2 separate regions of the Sus scrofa genome follow, and region 1 is linked to region 2. A link is a contact called in public HiChIP or PLAC-seq data. All regions are on one chromosome and are shown on one strand. The core of a region is the stretch at or near the end of the contact, and the rest is flanking DNA. Distances in the headings are between cores, read along the strand shown.

Region 1 (5,801 bases), core at 959-3,458, 130 kb before region 2:
ACTAGCTTATTTCAACTCGCCTCCTCACACCACGGAGGTAAGTTCACCCACAGCCACTGCTCCTGGTGGGAGGTCCAGGCTTGCCCAGGACAGAGAGACTGGGGCCTTCCCACCCTCTCCCCGAGCAGCTCCTGGGCATCCACGTGTGGCCGTGCAGTTTGTGGCCGGCACACAGATGCCGACCAAGGGACTGAGTGGCCACTGAAATCTACTTCATGCTCTGTTCTCCAGTTGTGTGTCCTGCCGAGGGGGCCCTGCAGGAGGAAGCAGAGTCTTTCTCTTCATACAAAGGAACCATGAGTACCTCTGGGGTGTTTGCCCAACTTGTCTGCCCCAAGGGGGGCGCCATTTCAGTTCATATGAGGACCCCGTGTGGGCCAGAGGGGGCCCTGGTTGTGTACCCAAAGAGACAGATGACAGACTCCTTTGCTGCCCAGGAGCTCACCCTCTATCTCCAGCTCCCAATTCTCCTCCTCCTTCTCTGGGCCTTGGGGACCCTCTGGGGCGGGCTCACAGTTCTCCACCCCAATCCACAGTCTCCATAACTCCCCCTCTTCTGCCCTCCCCCATCTGATCCAAGACAAGGTGATCCAGGGCCTGCTCCCAAGATCCAAGGCCCGAACCCCATCTGCTTCCCCTTTGGCCTCTGTTCCTGGGTTCCTTTCCGACAATCTCCTAGGACTCCTGCCTCCCTGACTATACCTTCCAGTTGCCCAGCTCCAAGGCTGGAGAATTCTCCTAAATCCCCAAGTTCAGCCGCCTGACCAGACTTCCAAAAGTGGCTCTGTTGATACTGCTCACTCTCTGTCCACCTGCGAGGCTGACCCCGGCTGGGTCCCACATGATTCATTATCTGCTTCCACTGGGCTGGTAACTGCCTGTGACAGTGACCTCCAACCTCACCTGTCTGGCTGAGCATGTGGATTAGGTGAGCCACAGGGTCACTTCCTGTGTTACCCATCCCACACCAATGGTGAAACTGTGCTGGTTCAGGCCCTCCCTGCTAGACTGTCTTGTGAGTAAATAAACATGCAGACAAGCCCAGAGCGATGACCCACTGGAGCAGTAATTCTTTACTTGTGTCTGCCCAGTGCCCTGAGGAATCTACTCAAGGCACCAGCATACAGGAGGTGCTCAGGGAATAGTTTCTGGACTTTTTTGGCTGCCAATACTGTCGCCATTCTTAACTGGAAGATGATTCAGAATTTTTGCAGGTGGGTGTGGTGGTGGTTGGAGGAAATTTAAAAAATTTCCTCTCCTCCTGCTGAGAATCACAAATGTCCCCTATCCCATGCTCCCTTAGAGGCATGTCCTCTTGGAATCACTGCACTTGTGGTTTTTTGTTGACCTGAGTTCGGATGTGACAAGCTCTATACGTGAGAAGGGTAGGTCCCTCTTTTTCCAACTTGCTGTTTTCTGTACCACCTTCAATAGTGATGATTTTTTTTTCTTTTGGTCTTTTTAGGGCCACACCCAGGGCATACAGAGGTTCCCAGGCTAGAGGTCGAATCGAAGCTATAGCTGCCAACATACATCACAGCTCACAGCAACACCAAATCCTTAACCCACTAAGTGAGGCCAGGGATGGAACCTGCATGCTCATGGATGCTAGTCAGATTCGTTTCTGCTGAGCCATGACGGGAACTCCCCCAGTAGTGATGCTTTTACTCCTATCAGCTTGGCTCCATGCCTTTGCTCAGTAGATGGTTTGCAGGCCCAAGACGGTTGTACCCTGAACTTGCCCCAAGCTTGGTCTGGCTCTTAAGCCGCAGCATTGAGCTGAAGTGGATGAGAGATTCAGCATCCCTAATCTTCCTCCCCCCAGACCCAAGCTGCCTGAAGATCCCAAGGCCAGTGGTCCTCAGGAAGGTGCCCCATTCCTCCCTGCCAGAGGCTGGGGAAGAGCCCCCTGCCAGTCTCCAGCCCAGGGGTGCTCAGTACCAGTCACGGGAACAGAAAGTCAAGCTTGGGGATGTCAGAGATGTTGGCTTTGTCACATCCTCCGCTCTCCCCTTACAGAGGCAGACAGAAAGAGCACTGATAATCCCTGTCAATACTCTGGTCTGGAAAGTGACAGGGCACACAGGGCCAGGCCAGATGGGAAGCCAGAAATCTTACTGCCCAGTGGCCCGACTCTCTAAGGCTTTAGAGGGGTCACTCTGGGGCTTCTCCGTAGCTGGGCTTTCTCTGATGACTTCATCGGTTCAGAGTTGTGCAAGTCTCCCGCTCCCGCCCACACCCACGCCGTACTCAGCCTGGCAGGGGCCTGACTCATGCCCACGTGATTGGGCAACCAGTTTTTGGAGACTGATCTTGGCAAGAGGAGTGGTGAGGTGAGGCTCAGGGCTGACTGGGAATAGCATCCACCACGTACTCACGTGGGTCTCACCCAGGCAGGTGCTTGCATGAAACAAGAGACAACAGATTACGTGGTCTTTTTCCTCTTACTCCCGTGATCCATACTCCTCCCCCACTCAGGAACCCCGGGCCCACATGCAGCGGCCCCTTTCTCCCAATGGTCAGCTCTTCTACCCAGCCCCCATGGGGACCATACTCGGTGCTAAAGACTCTACATTCAATCCTCCTCTCTCCATCTCTCTCATTAGACCCCACACCTCCTAGGGCCTCCAAACTGCTGGGCTTCTCATCTCACCCCAAGCCCTTCCTCTGAGGCCCCGACTCTTCCAGGAATCACTTGCCTGCCTGCTCGCTTGGCCTCTACGTGTCCGTGTTATGTGCGCGCGCACGCGCACAAGCCCCCCCTTTTGGTGCTCTGATTAATTTCCTCTTAGGCAGTTGGTTAGGTTGGAAAGGCACTGATAAACTTCGTCACGCCACCTGGGGAAGAAAATCGCTGTTGTATATTGCCGTCATTCCCCGTAGCATCTGCATGCCCTAAGTGTAAGACCGAGAACGCTCTACAATGATAGGATCTCATTCATTAGCGACAGGTCTGTAGTGGGGGGGAAAGGGTGGTGGTGGAATTTGCAGGTGTCTTCCTGTTCACTATCAAGGCATCCCCCAATTGCCTCTCTCCAGGCTTCGAAAACCCCGAGCCCAGCAATGCATGTGTTCAAACATGGTCCTAATGCAATACTGGCTAACGTGTGTTTGAGGTCTGGTAAAATTTTCTTTGTATTCCCCCCTTCATAGAAATTGGTTTATCTCCAGCTCTGCTTTTTCAACCAGATGCTCTCAGCCCTGACTGTTTAACATGTTGTGGGTGAGAAAGAAAGAAGAAGGGAAAAAAGTAACAATTTTTTGTAAGCATAATTATGTCTTAACATAAAGTTGCCTGAGAAAGGGCTAGAAAACACCTTAAAGAAATATATACATATTAATGAGGGTTTTCTTGTTCACTCTTTTAAAAATTAAATGATATTCTGCTTGCCTCTCCTTTAAAAAAAAAAAAAAGAAAAAAAATATACATAAATGTCCCAGAGAATCTGACAAATTCCTCTTTTTTTTCTTTCACTTTTTAGGGCCACACCCACGGCATACGGAAGTTCTCAGGCTAGGGGTTGAATCGGATCTACAGCTGCTAGCCTACACCACAGCCACAGCAACGTGGGATCTGAGCCGAGTCTGCAACCTACACCACAGTTCATGGCAATGCTGTATCCCCCTCCTGCGGAGCAAGGCCAGGGATCAAACTCGCATCCTCACGGATACTAGTTGGATTTTTTTCCTCTATGCCACAACAGGAACTCCTCACAAATTCTTATAAAATAACAGATTATAGGAGTCCCCTGGTGGCTCAGTGGGTTAAGGATCTGACATTGTCACTGCTGTGGTATGGGTTTGAACTCTGGCCCCAGGAACTTCTGCATTCCACCAGTATTGCCAGAAAAAAAAAAAAAAAAAAAAAAAGGATTCTTCTGAATAACTTAGATCATTATTCTGTTATGAACTGTGAATGTAATACAGCTGCAGACAGAAAAACTGGGAATGATACTCTGGAATAGTTGTTTTGAACATAAATGCGTTATGAAAGGAACACTAAAGGATTGCTAATATGTAACTTTACAACTATTCTTCTATTGTACTTGGGCAAAATTTTGAGATTTTTGCCTAAGGCTGACTGATACTATAAGCTTCCTGAATGGGATGTGAATATGGTGCTACAGCTGGCCTGCCCAGAGGCAGTGGGAGGCCCAGCACCTGGATGCACAGTGCCTGTGAATTTCACCCAGAAGTTCAGCTTGGGCCTGTGCAGCAGGCTGTCAGTTTGGATTTTTGTCAACACCTGTCATCTGCTGCTTAGAACAGTCAGAGAATATCGTGAAAGACACATAAGAGCATGGAAACTACCCAACTTAAACTGTTGGGCTTGCAATTGCCTAATGGTAGGGCCCAGTGTCTTTTCTGAGCCGTCTTTTGATGCTTGGGCTGGGCTATTAGAGGCAGTCAGTATGTGGATAAGAATGCAGATTCTGGAGCCTTGCTTGGAATCAGATTTTAGGTTGACACTTGCTAGCTGTGTGACCTTGGGCAACTTACTTAACCATTCTGATCTAGATTTCCTCATCCATGTGTAAGAAAATAAAGTTGCTATGAGGATTAAATTAATTAACATCACTTAGAAGAGTGCCCAGCTCATACTAGGCACATAATTGCATTGAACTACTAGTAAAAGACTAAATAACTGTGATATAATAATATGAGCTTTATTTTATTTTATTTTATTTTATTTTATTTTATTTTATTTTATTTTATTTTATTTTATTTTTTTGTAAAAGAAGTCTGGAAGTATGAAGTCCAAAATTGATAGGAGGAACCCATACCAGTCATTCTATCCATCTTCTCTGCCATCCACAGGGCATGGCTTCCATCTCTAGGCTGTTCACGGTCTAAAGGGGCTGCTGAAGATCCAGCCATCACATAAGTGTTCCAGGCAGGAAGAAGGAGGAAATGTGAAAGAATAAAAAGAGGGGAACAATCTTCAGCTGCATGTCCCCCTTTACGCAGTTTTTTTTTCTGTGTACTGTCCTCCTACCCCACAAACGGTTTCTACTCACAATTCCTTAGCTAAAATAATGTTACCTGGCCATACAGTTTTAAAGGAGGCTCAAAAATGTGGTCGCTCTAAATAAAAGTGGTTGTGTTGCCCAGGAAGAGGAGAAGAGGGTACTGGTCAAGTAAGACAAACAGTAGATATTGCCTAGTTATACAACACAAGAAGATTGTACTTTTAGTTTTTCTTTTTTTTTGCTTTTTAGGGCAACACCTGCTGTGACCTATGGAGGTTCCCTATGGAGCCCAGTGGTTGAATTGGAGCTACAGCTGCTGGTCCCAGCCACAGCAACTCAGGATCCCAGCTTCATCTGGAACCTACACCACATCTCACTGCCATATTGGATCCCTGACCCAATAAGCTAGGCCAGGTATTGAACACCCATCCTCATGGATGTTAATTTGGATTTGTTTCTACTGTGCCAAAATGGGAACTCCCAACTTTTAGATAGTCTTGATTGGCTATTTTTATATGTTGAGAATTTGGAAAATGCTCAGTGAGGTGAAAAGTATCTGTAGATACCCGAAGGCCACTTATGGAGCTGTAACTAGGTGTAGAAATGAATATAGCACTTCAATACTTTTACGATTTCTTTTGACCACTGATCTGATCTAATCTGTTTGCTAAGTGTTAAAAAGAATAGCTGAGGAGAATTTTGGATTAAGAGCCCTTAGGAGTTCCCAGTGTGGCAACGGGATCCATGGTGTCTATGCAGCACCAGGATGCAGGTTCAATCCTTGGCCTGGCACAATGGGTTAAAAGGATCCAGCATTGCTGAAGCTGTGGC
Region 2 (6,188 bases), core at 1,952-4,451:
ACATCTGTGATCTTTCTGTGACTGAATGTCAGAGCCCCCCTTTTATCCCTGCAGGACTTTGATATTGATATTGTGGCCGTGGTGAATGACACAGTTGGGACCATGATGACCTGTGGTTATGATGACCAGAACTGCGAGATCGGTCTCATTGTGGGTGCGTAAGCTCTAGGTGTGAGGACCAGTGCTGGCCAGTGGATTGGGAAGGGAGAGGGGTCCAGGGCCTGGACGTTCCTTTGTACTTCATATGGGGAGGTAATGGTGTGGTCACCTTGGAAAGCTGAGCCTTGACTTGTGCCATTGGGGGTGGTAGTGATTGGACCGTGCTGTGGGGCGCTCTATGTGGGGGTGCCCCATGAATCTGTGCTGAGGAATCCTAGCCACCCTAGGAAGTCTCAGGAGAGGGTTTAAGAAGGAGATGGAAAAAATAAGTAAATTAGAAAAAAAAAAAAGAGAATTCCCATCGTGGCTCAGGAGAAACGAATCTGACTATCATCCTTGAGGATGCAGGTTCGATCCCTGGCCTTGCTCAGGGGGTCAGGGATTCAGTGTTGCCGTGAGCTGTGGTGTAGGTCACAGATGAGGCTGGGATCTGGTGTTGCTGTGGCTGTGGTGTAGGCTGGCAGCTGTAGCTTCAATTCGACCCCCAGCCTGGGAACCTCCATATGCCTTGGGTGCAGCCCTAAAAAGACAAATAAGTAAATAAGAAGGAGGTGGGGGGCTGGGGGGGAGTGCAGTACAGGTGGGTGCTGAGCAGTCCCCCTGTTTTGTCCAGGCACGGGCAGCAATGCCTGCTACATGGAGGAGATGCGTCACATCGACATGGTAGAAGGTGACGAGGGGCGTATGTGTATCAACATGGAGTGGGGGGCCTTTGGGGATGACGGCGCCCTTGACGACATCCGCACCGAGTTTGACCAGGAGATCGACATGGGCTCTCTGAACCCCGGGAAGCAATTGTGAGCAACCTCCCCTGTGTGCGGTGGGCTGGGGATGGGGGGCGGTGGGGGGCGGCCAGGGCCCGCGGGTGGTCCTCATTTTCACTTTGCAGTCTTATTAGCCCCTCAACATTGCCAAGGCACACGCTGGTTACGGGAATGTTGTGCTTATGACATACACTGTGTCTCTAAGATGCTGAGAGGGATCTGAGACAGACAGAGCAAGCGGACAAGCCAGATCATACATAGGTCACAATTTGGCTGTGTCTCTGAGAGCCATCCTGTTCGAAGGCCCTGTGGCCCTGCTCTTCTTCCTTTCCACCTTCAGTTTGTAAGCTGCCCATAGAAACAGTTTGTGCATCACATAAGAAAATTCATTTTGAGATGGGGAAGATTAGGGATCTTTCGTAGCTCCCACCTTGAGACTGCCCAGAGGATGAGGCTGAGACCATTGGCTTCTAATTCCTGGCCAAGGTTCTGACCCAGATCTCAGGCAGTGTTGGCCGGTGAGCTCGGCTGGGCCCTGCCTCCCACCCCAGCTGTAGGCAGACCCCAGGCCTATGGAAAAGTTGGTTAAGAAAGCCACCTTCCCAGAGTTCCCACCGTGGCTCAGTGGTTAACGAATCCGACTAGGAACCATGAGGTTGTGGGTTCCATCCCTGGCCTTGCTTAGCGAGTTAAGGATCTAGCGTTGCCATGAGCTGTGGTGTATGGCGAAGATATGGCTCTGATCTGGCATTGCCGTGGCTCTGGCGTAGGCTGGTGACTACAGCTCCCATTCGACCCCTAGCCTGGGAACCTCCATATGTCGAGGGTGTGGCCCTAGGAAATACAAAAGAAAAAAACAAAAAACAAAAAAAGAAAGCCACTTTCCCTGCACCTGTGGTCCAGCCAGGGTCCTGGAGTGAACAGAGAGAGAAGGGGCTCTAGCATGCGGCATCTTGAATGTTACACTCTCCAGCTTGGTCAGACTTGGTATTTGGTTACTTTGGACTCTTACAAAACATTATTTCACTCGCAGACATTTGCCTAATGTCCTCATTCAAGATCTTGAGACAGAGGTTGCTGCAAGCTCTGAAGGCAGTTACAAAACATTTTGAGCAATCAGGCTCTCTCTGGCCTCGCTGGTGCTGTGACCATTATAGGAAGTCTTCTGGTGCTGATCCTCGCTTGGAGAGGAAAATCCAGCCTATAAACCAGCTCCATAAAAAGAGCCTTTTTCTTTACAGGGGAAGTCCTCGCTTCCTCAAAGCATAGTTAAAGTCACAAGCTTCTCTCACACATTGAAATGTGAGTCCTTTAATTGTCACGTTCATAGAATACGTGCTGTGTCTGCCATGGCTTGGTGAGAAATTTATAGACCCCAAAACTACTTAAAAAAAAATTTGTTGGAAGGACATATATCCCGATGTGTCCGCTCTCCCTGCAGTTATTATTGGGCTTGAGTGGGAACCTTTTTTCACTCTTTATGTGTTTCTACATAAATATTTCTGAACAGTGAAACAAAGTGTATTGAAAAACTGAAATAAAAACTTTTACCAGAGTTCCCGTCATGGTGCCGTGGTTAACAAATCCGACTAGGAACCATGAGGTTGCAGGTTCGATCCCTGCCCTTGCTCAGTGAATTAAGGATCCGGTGTTGCCCTGAGCTGTGGTGTAGGTCACAGACGCGGCTTGGATCCCGCATTGCTGTGGCTATGGCGTAGGCCAGCGGCTGCAGCTCCAATTGGACCCCTAGCCTGGGAACCTCCATATGCCACAGGAGCGGCCCTAGAAATGGCAAAAAGACCAAAAAAACAAAAAAAACAACTTTTACCACCTACACTCCAGAGCCCTGCTGGCCCCTTCCCCTTTCTCACACAGAACCAGCTATTTTGGAGAAGGTACAGAAGCCAGCAGACATGGGAATTCCTTGCTGTTGGAGCTGGGCTGCCTCTTAGGCCGTGGGCCTGTGATGGTGCTTAAACATTTTAAACATACCTCTGCTCAAGCAGTTTTGCCAGCTCTCCACTGAGCTCCAGTTCCACCATACCTCTTATTAGCTCCCGTTCAGCCATACCTGGCCTTGAGTCTTGAGCAGGTCACTTCCAGCTTCCTCTCTTATAGTTTGCACTGAGTGGCATCAGAATCCCTTCCACACCCCTGCTCCTCTCTCTAGGACCCAGATCTTTTCCCGGATACCCAGACAAGGGCCTTTTGGGCTGGAAGGAATTGTAAGGGCTCGGTTTCTCCCATCACATAATCTGAGGGAGAAAGACTGTCTTCTAAAGAAAACAGTGTCACCTAGTGTTGAAAAAATAAATTACCTGCCTGCCCTCGGCGATGTAGTCTCCTGCCTGCTCAGAAGCTTCTGACTTCTCCCTCCCAGATTCCCAAGACCACCTGATGCCTAGAGCTGCTTCTTATTGGTCTCAGCCTGCCCTTCAATTCTCCTCGCGCCCCCATCTTCCTGCCCAGGGTCGTTTTTACAGTTTTCTCAAGAATCCACAAACCGGAGTTCCCGTCGTGTCACAGTGGTTAACGAATCCAACTAGGAACCGTGAGGTTGCGGGTTCAATCCCTGGCCTTGCTCAGTGGGCTAAGGATCCGGCATTGCCATGAGCTGTGATGTGGGTTGCAGACGCAGCTAGGATCCCAAGTTGCTGTGGCTACAGCTCCGATTCGACCCCTTGCCTGGGAACCTCCATATGCCGCAGGAGCAGCCCAAAAAATGGCAAAAAGACAAAAAAAAAAAAAAAAAAAAAATCCACAAATGGCCCACGAGGTGTGTGAGGTGATGAGTTGCTGGGCCTATGCCTCAAATTTAATCAGACTGATTACCTGTATGCACCCCCCCCCCCCCGTTAGTACATAAATATTGAGGTTCTATATAAGATTTTATTTTAAGGAGCATTTTCTTGCTAGAGGAAAAAAAATTCATTAAAAATTTATTAAAAATCACTACCTTATACATTACTCAGTTTACCTCAAATTTAGGCTGTTCCAGGATGCCCCACACTCCCTGGATATTTGGTTTGGCTGCTAAAAATCCATCCTTCTTGGAATTCCCGCTCTGGCTCAGCAGGTTAAGAACCTGACTAGTTCCCATGAGGATATGGATTTGACCCCTGTCCTTTATCAGTGGGTGAAGGATCTGGCATTGCCATGAGCTCTGGTGTAGGTCACAGATGTGGCTGGGATCTGGTGTTGCTGTGACATAGGCCAGCAGCTGCAGCTCTAATTTGACCCCCAGCCTGGGAACTTCCATGTGCTGCAAGTGTGGCCCTAAAAAATTTAAAAAAAAAAATCCAAAAAACCCATCCTTCTCCATGTTCACCCACCTGCAGAGCCAGCCTGGGTTCCTGGCTCCTCCAGCCCCACCCCTGCCCAGCTCTCACTTCTATAGGCATCTCGCTCCTAGTAGGCACCATGCAAGTTAGTGCTTTGTCCTGCATCAGCCTCACGTGTATGCGTGTTGCTCCCACAAGGAAGGTGTGAGGTCAGCGGCAGCAGGGACTTTATTTTGTTGGTGTGTCTCTCCCTCCAGATTTGAGAAGATGATCAGTGGCTTGTACATGGGGGAGCTGGTGAGGTTGATCCTGGTGAAGATGGCCAAGGAGGAGCTGCTTTTCGGGGGGAAGCTCAGTCCTGAACTCCTTGCCACGGGCCACTTTGAGACCAAAGATGTTTCGGATATTGAAGGGTAAGCTTCGGGTCTCTCTCTGTTCCCTGGATCCCTGGAAGGGTGGTCAGGCAGCTGGGGAATGAAGACGAGGCACAGGCCCTTGACCCTTCAAATGTGGATGGCAAAAGGATCTCACCCAGCATGGCCATGGCAGCCTGTGGCTGGACTTCACTTGCCAGGGAGTCTCCACTCTTGGCTGCTGGGAATGTGCTGCCTACCCAAGTGACCTGCCGTGTTGGGGACCACTGGCCCCCATGCAGGGATTTGCACTTTTGCACTTGCGTTCCTGCCGGGCACATGGGCCTCAGCTTATTGCTGGAGGCTCCCCGTGGGCTCCTTAATGACTTGTTTGCATCGATTCCCTCTCCATTCTCCTGAAGCACTGATGTTTGATTCCCTTTTGGCAATTTTCAAAAAGGGCTCTGTCCTGACCCCTGCCTCATAACAGAAAAATAGGTCCTTGGATGGCTCTGAGACTGACCCATTTAAGTTCTGAAAGTTAGGAGCTGAGGCCTGAATTTTCACAGAGCAGCAGGGGTGGGAGTGAGGACGGCCTGATTTTTCTTTTTCAGTTAGCAATATCCAAAGAGTTGGGCCTGGTTACCTGTTTTGGGGTTTTTTTATTTGTTTGTTTTTTGTAACTTTTTAGGGCTGCACCTGTGGCACATGGAGGTTCCCAAGCTAGGGGTCAAATCAGAGCTACAGCTGTCAGCCTACACCACAGCCACAGCAATGCAAGATCTGAGCCATGTCTGTGACCTACACCACAGTTCACGGCAACATCAGATCCTTAACCCACTGAACGAGGCCAGGGATCGAACCTGAGACCTCATGGTTCCTAGTTGGGTTCATTTCTGCTGCACCACAACAGGAACTCTCTGGTTACCTGTTCTTGAGGTTTCCACTTGTTACTTGAGGAGGCCTTATTGTTTTAGGGGTCAGTGGTGGAGAGGAGGTGATTTTGGTTCTAAAGAGAGGAGTAAGCCAGTTCAAATAACTTTATGTGGAATTCTTGAAGGAACTACACCTGCTTGTTAAACTCAGAGGGGATGAAAATACTCATATTTCTGTGGTACTTAGATCCCCTAAGAGGACTAATCTCAAAGCACCGACCCTTTATCACTATTTTTAGATGCCAGTTAAAGCAGTGTCTGCCTGCATTGAGATACAGCGTCTGCTGCAGCCGAGGGCTTTCCTTGTCAGCCCACATACTGGCCACACTGAGTGGACACCTGCCCACACACTGTTTCTGTTTCTGTTTTCCAGGGAGAAGGATGGCATCCGGAAGGCCCGGGAGGTCCTGGTGCGGCTGGGCCTGGACCCGACACAGGAGGACTGTGTGGCCACTCACCGGGTCTGCCAGATCGTGTCCACACGCTCAGCCAGCCTGTGTGCGGCCACACTGGCGGCCGTGCTACGGCGCATCAAGGAGAACAAGGGCGAGGAGCGGCTGCGCTCCACCATCGGCGTGGACGGCTCTGTCTACAAGAAACACCCCCAGTGAGCCAGCACGCAGAGCGCTTGGGGACCTCAGAGGGCTTGACTTTCTGGGAACTCTGTTTCATGATGTGGGGTGGTGGAGATGGGCC

What was found. HiChIP or PLAC-seq counts read pairs in DNA pulled down with a chosen protein or histone mark.
Region 1: a contact with region 2 is called in an H3K27ac HiChIP or PLAC-seq map of alveolar macrophages. The contact joins two enhancer-like sites. A contact is called at or near these places in 10 of 47 Hi-C or Micro-C datasets (alveolar macrophages, blood, embryonic fibroblasts and 4 more) and 1 of 2 datasets of contacts at active chromatin or transcription factors (alveolar macrophages).

The regions. Positions count from the first base shown.
Region 1 is chr3:68,303,693-68,309,493 of Sscrofa11.1, reverse strand. No RefSeq gene overlaps it. Among named protein-coding and RNA genes, the nearest start is that of HK2, 75 kb to the right of the region's middle. Within about 2 kb of position 2,208, at least 23 of the 83 cell types and tissues checked have an H3K27ac peak or open chromatin away from gene starts, as enhancers often do. A contact at or near this core is called in alveolar macrophages, where this site is marked.
Region 2 is chr3:68,171,819-68,178,006 of Sscrofa11.1, reverse strand. It overlaps HK2 (hexokinase 2), which reads left to right. Exons shown (of 18, transcript NM_001122987.1): 6 at 55-154; 7 at 773-956; 8 at 4,462-4,617; 9 at 5,866-6,099. Among named protein-coding and RNA genes, the nearest start is that of HK2, 56 kb to the left of the region's middle. Within about 2 kb of position 3,201, at least 5 of the 83 cell types and tissues checked have an H3K27ac peak or open chromatin away from gene starts, as enhancers often do. A contact at or near this core is called in alveolar macrophages, where this site is marked.